Linked DNA regions of Danio rerio: region 1 is linked to region 2. A link is a contact called in public Micro-C data. All regions are on one chromosome and are shown on one strand. Each heading gives the region's core, a stretch centred on a gene start, on an enhancer-like site or on the middle of the called end of the contact. The rest is flanking DNA. Distances are from core to core; before and after follow the strand shown.

Region 1 (3,981 bases), core at 545-3,044, 80 kb before region 2:
AATAAAGCACCACAAATTTTGAAATTGACTTAGTTTGCATGCTTCCAATATATTTCGAAATATATTCATTCATTTTCTTTCGGTTTAGTCTCAATTTTAGAGGTCGCCATCAGCGGAATGAATCACCAGCTAGTCCGACATATGTTTTACACAGTGGATGCCTTTCCAGTCGCAAACCAGTACTGGGATACACCCATACACACACTCATTAACAGTAGTTTATTCAATTCAATAGGGTATATATGCAGCCTTTATGATGCTTACTGAGATTGCATCACTCAGCAATGCAATCTCAGACACAAGGCACAGTGAGTGACGTCACTGTGATGGGTAGGGTTAGGGGTGGGGTTAGGTGAGCGCATTAAAAAGCATTGGATGCAGCTCAGATTGCACTGCACCAGGTCTGCATCCAGACCCTTCTCAAAAATTCCCACGTTTAAGGTCTGATTTTTTTAAAAATCAGTGATCTTTGCTGCCTGATAGATATATGATATAAAGTGGGTCTCAGACCGAACAAGAAGCACTGCATTAAATTAAATTTTCCCCTGCCAAGTCTTTAAAATAGGAGTTTATTTTACCCCAATATTTTCAACACAGATTCTGAATTAGCCAGCTGATCCTTCCAGTCTTTTATTACTTTTTTTACTTGAACAACTAAATGAATGCTTAAGTCTATTTAATTTAATGTATTGTAATCACATTAAAACATCGATGCTGTAAAACTAACCTTATGAAATTGAAAATAGTCACATAAAGCTTTCGTCAAAAGTTTATCATTGGCTGAAAAACAGCTTACCATTAAAATAAAATGTAGGCAACGTCGGGTGGCAAAGTGGTTAGCACTGTCGCCTCATAGCAACAAGGTCGCTGGTTTGAGTCCTGGCTTGCTCAGTTGGCATTTCTATGTGGAGTTTACATGTTCTCCTCGTGTTTATGTGGGTTTCCTCCGGGTGCTCCAGTTTCCCCAACAGTCCAAGCTAAATAGGCTGTAGTGTATGTGTGGGTGTGAATGCAAGAGTGTATGGGTGTTTCCCAGCGCTCGGTTGTGGTTGGAAAGGCATCCGCTGCATAAAACAAATGCCTGGATAAGTTGGCGATTCATTCCGCTGTGGCGACCTATAATTAATAAAGGGACTAAGCTGAAAAGAAAACAAACGAATGTGTGTGAATGAGTGTGTATGGGTGTTTTCCAGTACTGAGTTGCAGCTGAAAGGGCATCCGCAGTGTAAAACATATGCTGGATAAGTTGGTGATTCATTCCGCTGTGACAACCACTGATAAATAAAGGGACTAAGCTGAAAGAAAATGAATGAACGAATTACTACAAACTTTTAAGTATTAATTCTCTCTACAAACTGGCTGTTTGTTAGTAGTACAGTACTTTTAAAGTATAATCTTAATCCAACCCATTACCTAACCCCAACTACTTTCTTACTAACTATTAATCAGTCGCAAATTATTACTTTATTGAGATAAAATCCTAGTTAATGGCTAGAATTGTAGCTTAAAATAATCAAGTGTGACCTCATAATACAAAAATATTACACTCTACACTTATACAAACTTGTAGTTATGTTGGAGGGCACAGGAAAGTTGTAGTCCATTTAAGTTGTGATACTACGACCTCAGTAAAAACTGTGCTGCTGTGTCGAAACATCTGTGGTGAAACGGTCGTTAGGAGGATTGAATCTATGGTGAAATGTGCTGGGCCACAGCAGCAATAAAGACCTGAACCCAGTGACCACAGGCAAGGTTCATTAGTTCCAATCTGTGCGATTAGACACACACAAACAGCCACACTACTGGAGCTGGATCAGGTACAGTGAAGAGCAGCGCTACCATGCAGCTAGAAGCATGTGGCTTGCAGAACAATGCAGTGTTTTGTTTGTTTATCTGTTCCCTATCACGTTGTATTTTGTTAGACTTACTTGTGTTGGTATTGGGAAATCCCTCTCAGAGGAGGCCTGCAGGACTGTAGCTTTCCTCATGGAGCTAAACACGCATGGAACTGATTTGAGCCGTATTACTCTCAATATTAACCCTGACACAGAAATGAAACATAAACCTAAGGGGGTCTGTTTAAAGCGCTCCGTCTGTCAGTCACACAGAGCGCTGTTTTTCTGCCTGGACATATACACACACTGACACTCCCACCTCAGGTTTACTATCACATGCTGTAAATCACATCTACTCAGATGACCTGCATTGACTCTCACACTGCAGTAAAGATATGCAAAACACCAGCATGTGTTAACTGGATAAAAAAGGTTGCCAAGAAGACTATAGCATAATGATGACTTGAGAAAATCTAACCAGAAGTTTGGCGGCTTTGGATTTGGAATTTAAAGCTAGACACATTGATAAAAATATAGCATATTTTAACATGCTATTAGCAGGTTCTAGTTGTTTCGCTTGACATGTTTTTTTTTTCATTTGGCTAGTAGGCTATACTGCTAGCATTTTTAGTATGTTTGTAGCATGATTTAGCATGTTGTAAGCGTGTCCTGGCCTACTGGTTTTGCTTCGATTGCATTAGATATAGAGAAACACATTAAAAAACAAGTTGCTAATCTTACTCTTCAATGTTTTCAGTTGTTGATGATAGCATAGTTCTTGGATTCTAACACAATGCTAGTATAATTTAACATGTTTGTAGCATGTTTTAACATGTTGTTAGCATGTCCTAGCCTAGTGTTGTTGTTTTGATAGTGTTAGACATAAAGTAACACGTTCAAAACAAGTTGCTAATCCTAATTTTAATGTTTTAATTGTAGCATATTTCTTGGATTCGAATGCAATGCTAGCACGATTTAACATGTTTGTAGCATATTTTATCATGCTAGTATTTTCTAGCCTAGTGGTTTTGCTTTGATTGTATTAGATATGGAGTAACACCCAAGTTGCTAATCTTACTTGAACACATTTTCACTGGTTGGTAGTATATTTCTTGGCTTCTAGTATAATTTAACATGTTTAGCATGTCCTCCTAGCCTAGTGGTTTTGCTTTGATAGTTTAAGATATGGAGTAACACATTTAAAACAAGTTGCTAACCTTAATTTTATTAAAGTTTTCACTTGTAGGTAGTATATTCTTGGATATTAACACAATGCTAAAATGATGTTTGGCATGTTTTAATGTCTTGTTTGAATGTCCTAGTCTTGTCCTAATCTTACTTTTTTACATTTCATTTGTTTGTAGTATTTTATTTTAAAAAATTTTTTTGATTCCAACAGATTGATAACGTAATATTTTTGTAGCATGTTTTCACATTAAGTTATCACAGTCTAAGCTTCGTTTTTGCTAGTGTTAAACTGTGATTGAAACCAAGCAAAGCACAATGTGTTTCACATTACGCTCTGCATCACAGTATGGGGTGCTTCTCTTGAAGGTGTACAGGCACAAGTCTGTAAGAAAGACACCAAAAGCCAAACATTTTCCTAAATGCTCCAGGTCACAGTCAGGAAATGATCCAATTCGGCATTATGGAGCAGCATAAAACCGCTGCTTGGCAGAGAGATGTCCTGTGCACTCAACGACAAATGGCCATAAGTTAATCCTGCTCTTATTGGTAATCAGATACTGGGTCTGTGTACAAAAACCATAAATTTTCTTCTAAATGTAATTTAAAAGTGTGTTATGAGAAATGAAGTCATCACTCTGTAGTGTGGGTGTTGTAGCCTTGCAACAAAAATTATGTCCTTTGGAGTCCCTCAGAGGGACGTACCTCAACCTGTATGAGCCCAAAACAGCCCAGGTGGAGATTCATGTTGGAAAACAATACAAAAAGGACATAAATATATCCCACATGTTTATCTTTGGGTGTTTTTCTTTAGCTATGGGCACTTTGGCCTCAGTGGACTCATTTCACAGTTGCTGTCGTTTATTTGAATTGTATACCATGAAAATGGCATGCTAAATGTTTTTTTTTGTTTGTTTTTTTTTATTGCTCAACAATCTGTCGACATTTGGCACTTTCAGAT
Region 2 (4,306 bases), core at 926-3,425:
AGCCTACCCAATTCACCCATACCGCATGTCTTTGGACTGTAGGGGTAATGGAACACCCGGAGGAAACCCACGCGAAGGCAGGGAGAACATGCAAACTCCACACAAAAACGCCAACTGAGCCGAGGTTCGAACCAGCAACCTTCTTGCTGTGAGGCAACAGCACTAACTACTGCGCCACTGCCTCGCCTTCATTGTGTCACTTGTGCACTTCAAAAAAAAAAAGAAAAAAAAAGCAGTTTCAATTTGATTTATTTTGTGAAATCCACTTACAGTTTTGCAAATATCAAGGATTATTCAATAAATGCACCAAAGTGACTGAGAAAATCTCTAATACAACATTAAATCAATGTTTTAAAGTTGAATAACTATATTAAAAAAGATTCAGTTGAATATCATTTTTTAGGCTGTAAAAGCCACTATGAGGACTGCACTGTAATGTAACATTTAAAGCTAGTTCTTAAATAGCTTCGTGAACACTAGTGTTTCAATGGCTGCGTGTTTTTTAAGATCTGGGAGTCGCAAACTACACATATTTTTTTCTAAATATGGAACCCAAATATATTGTATATCATTAATGCTGATTTGTAACTCATTATAGGTGGGATTGATTTAGCAGATGTCAAGTTTTGAAGTCTACACATTTCTCTGTAATTTTTTTTTTTCTTATATATTTAATTCATTTTTTTCCCCCTCTTATGCTTTCTGGATGATATGGTATTATGTTGTGTCCGACTGCGTGTGTATTGTCAAATGGCCTTTGAACCCGTTTTTTTGTTCTGTTTAAGTTAATGTTTATTTTCATATGCTAAAAAAGCAAATTTAAAAAATTAAACTGGCCATCACTTCAGATAAAAGAAATAACGATCGAGCTGATAAATAGCCTGGAACCATAATAATTTGTAAAAAAATAAATAAATTTAAAAATTAAAAACATTTAAAAATGCAGTATAGAAAAGTGACATTTTGATAAAATGGAAACTACAATTTAAAACGACAAACAAAAATCCCTGATCTTCCATGACTATAAAAATAATCTAAAATATTGATTTACAATGTCTGTTATAGACCTTTTAAAATTCTATGGTACAGTGCTCAGCATACTTAAGTACACCCAATTTAGAAAATGATTTTTTTATCCATTTCTCAGTGAATATAGGCAATGCATTTTGGTGCATTTAAACAAAACAGATTAAACAGATATATTTATTAAAATAATATTTTAAGTCACTAAACATATTTAGAAATTGAAAAGATGAACCAATTAAATTCAAAAGAAAAATTAAATGTAAACAATTAAATAAAAAACAAAATACAACTTGCTTCTCTTGATTTTTCCTTTTTTTTTAATTTGTAGTTCATATTTTCTGTAACAGAAATTTAGGTTTACTAGTTATTGCAAATTATTTTGTTAGATAAGCTTCAGTACTGACTAATCTAATGTAGGTGCACAAATGTAATATGGTATTGCTTACTATTAAAAATATTAAATTTAAAAGATAGATTTGTAAGGGGTGTACTTATCTATGCTGAGCATTGTATCCCAGAAATTCCATGACCCATGGAAACCCTGTATGTCATTTTAAAATATCTGAATGAAAACAAGCCTGAAGAGTCCAATGATATCAATCCATCAAATCAGCCTCATACTGTGCACGAGCGCTATCAGGCAGTCAACACACACTCCAGCATTGACTGACAGAAGAGGCCATTGTCACTCTCGAGGCTGTGAGCCTGTGGCGCTCCAACTCAAATCAATCCTTTCCAGTTCAGAATAGAGCAAGACACTTCACCCCAATACATACTGTACAAGTTCCTGCCATCTATCAGCCAGAGTGTCAATATAAAAAAAATCAGCTTTTGCAGTAAGTTTTTGTTAGCAGGAGAGGAAAAAGAGTAAAAGTTTAACAACAACAACAACAACAAAACTGTAAAATTATATCTGTACAGATATCTATATATATTTACACTATGCAAAGAAAGAGGTGGTGAAACGAACAATAAAATTAAAGAGAAACTGAAAAGAAACTAAAACTAAAAAAAGAAGAGAAACTAAAAAACTGAAGTAAAATAGGTGAATGTGAAAAAGAAAAAGTGAAAGAAAGGGTTGACAGTAGGAATAGTTGCCTTGTTAGCTAAACACAAAACAGTTGTCACGGTACTTGAGAGCCATCTAGTGCTCAAATAACGCAAAGACAACGAGCGTTTGGTCTGCAACTACCGAAATAATCCACTTAATTCTTCCAACAGTAACCACAACAGATTTTCTATTCATTTAATCGTCAGTCATGTGAAAAACTAAATTTTCATTTAATTCTGCAGAGTGTACTAAAAGAAAATAAGGGCAGACAAGTAAAAAATAGAATAAATCTTGCAAATGATCAGATCTCAAGTCTGTTTAACCTTTTTTTTCCTGCAGGGTGCATTCAGGGTTTGCCAATATATGAAAGATAAAGGGCCACATTGAAGTCATTCTGAAGTATCATCGCAAGAAAAACACACATTTAAAGATTTCTTTAAAAAGCATAAAATGATCAGTAGTGATCATTGGTTATTAATCCATATTTATATATATCCATATATCCATATCCATATATTTAAAATAATAATAAAAATGATAATAATAATAATAATAATAATAATAATAATAATAATAATAATAATAATAATAATAATAATAATAATGATAATAATAATAATAATAATAATAATAATAATAATAATAATAACAATAATCAAATTTATATCTTCAACCTTTCTATCACATCAAAAGATGAAAATCTGAGGGGGAATTTTGGGGGAATGTACGTTCATTTATAGAGGCCCCTACAGTTAAAAAATATCAACCTGGAAAAAGCTGTTTTTTTATTGTCTTAATCCACATTGTAACTACAGAAGAGTCAAGCTTAAAGAGGAAAATTATCTTTTTTTTTTTTTTAGCAAGAAGCTAATGATCTATCTAGATTTAGTGATTTATGCTAAGCTAAGATAAAAGTGCACCCGCCAGACCTGGAGATTAACTGAATGGATTTAAAAATGGTTAAACTCAATTGTTAAACTCTAGGCTATTTGTGAAAGGAGTCAAAAACGATTCCAAAAAAAGGTTGTTTTACTTTCGGAGCATGAAAACAATTCAAAGTGAATCAAATTAGAAGCACTAGACACAAGTCGTACACAAATGAACAAAGCAGTTTTCTTCTTTCTTTAAAAGCCAAAAGACTTGTATTCAGAAGTTTGGAGAACATGTTCTTGATTGTATTTTTTACACTCTAAATAATAAGTTAACAAAACATTTACTTTAAGATTTATTGACCTTGTACAACTAAACCCTTTTAAAGAAACATGCCTTAAACAAATTAGAGAATAGGTCAATAGTTTGCAATCATATTTACAGTATACAAAGTACAGTTTCAATAACTGTACGAAAATGCAAATAAAATGTATGTTTTAAATACTTACACATTTAATATTCAAAGTATGTTATTTTTTCTAGATTCACTAATACATGTTTGACACTCCAAGTTCTATAAATGAACTGAAGCTTTGCTATCAATCCATTTATATCCACCCAGGCAAAAATGCTGCAAAATGTTCGGCTCATTGTTTGTATTTAAAGAGATAGTACACCCACAAAAGAAAATTGTCATCATTTAATCATACTTCACCAGTTTCAAACCTTTAGTTATGAGTTACTTTCTTCTGTTAAACACAATGAAGATATTTTGAAGAAAGCTGAAAACCTGTAACTGTTGACTTCTATAGCAGAGAAAACAATTACTATATAAGGTTTTCAGCTTTCTTCAAAATATCTATTTTATGTTCAACAGAGGCAGGAACTCAAACATTTTAGAAAGACTTAAGGGTGAGTAAATAGTAGTTAATATTATTATTTTTGATCAATCAAATGATCCATTTGTTCATGGCAATTCTTTACATTAACTAATGCAATTAAAACTGCACCTTACCGTAAAGTGTTAACAGCAATCATTTCTCACCTTGACAGTTCAGTAATGAGAAGTAAACACACGATGATGTTCAGTGCTGAGACTGACGGTAATGAAAAACTTGTCTTATCCGTTAAGACAATCTTATAGAGTAAAAGCTCTTACCACACACTCGTACATCTAAAGTATTACCTCTCAAAAGAAGTCCATAATTCTTTCCCCAATACAGGAAAGGCACAAAACATCCCAGCCTGAGTGATTAAGTGTTCCATTGCTTGTCCATTGAAAAGAAATGTCAATCATTTCTTCGCATGTACGAAAGCATCAACCAGAATACGAGAAGACCGTGACATCACTTCTGTAAA

The links. A called contact is a pair of places that touch in the nucleus more often than the background predicts.
Region 1: a contact with region 2 is called in a Micro-C map of caudal fin, with 4 times the contacts expected there. The contact joins two enhancer-like sites. A contact is called at or near these places in 2 of 18 Hi-C or Micro-C datasets (caudal fin and an unstated tissue) and 1 of 4 datasets of contacts at active chromatin or transcription factors (caudal fin).

Annotation. Positions count from the first base shown.
Region 1 is chr8:19,130,419-19,134,399 of GRCz12tu, reverse strand. No RefSeq gene overlaps it. Among named protein-coding and RNA genes, the nearest start is that of dimt1l, 90 kb to the right of the region's middle. Within about 2 kb of position 1,794, at least 4 of the 62 cell types and tissues checked have an H3K27ac peak or open chromatin away from gene starts, as enhancers often do.
Region 2 is chr8:19,050,075-19,054,380 of GRCz12tu, reverse strand. It overlaps dimt1l (DIM1 dimethyladenosine transferase 1-like (S. cerevisiae)), which reads right to left. Exons shown (of 12, transcript NM_001003556.3): 12 at 3,089-4,306. Among named protein-coding and RNA genes, the nearest start is that of dimt1l, 9.4 kb to the right of the region's middle. Within about 2 kb of position 2,175, at least 7 of the 62 cell types and tissues checked have an H3K27ac peak or open chromatin away from gene starts, as enhancers often do.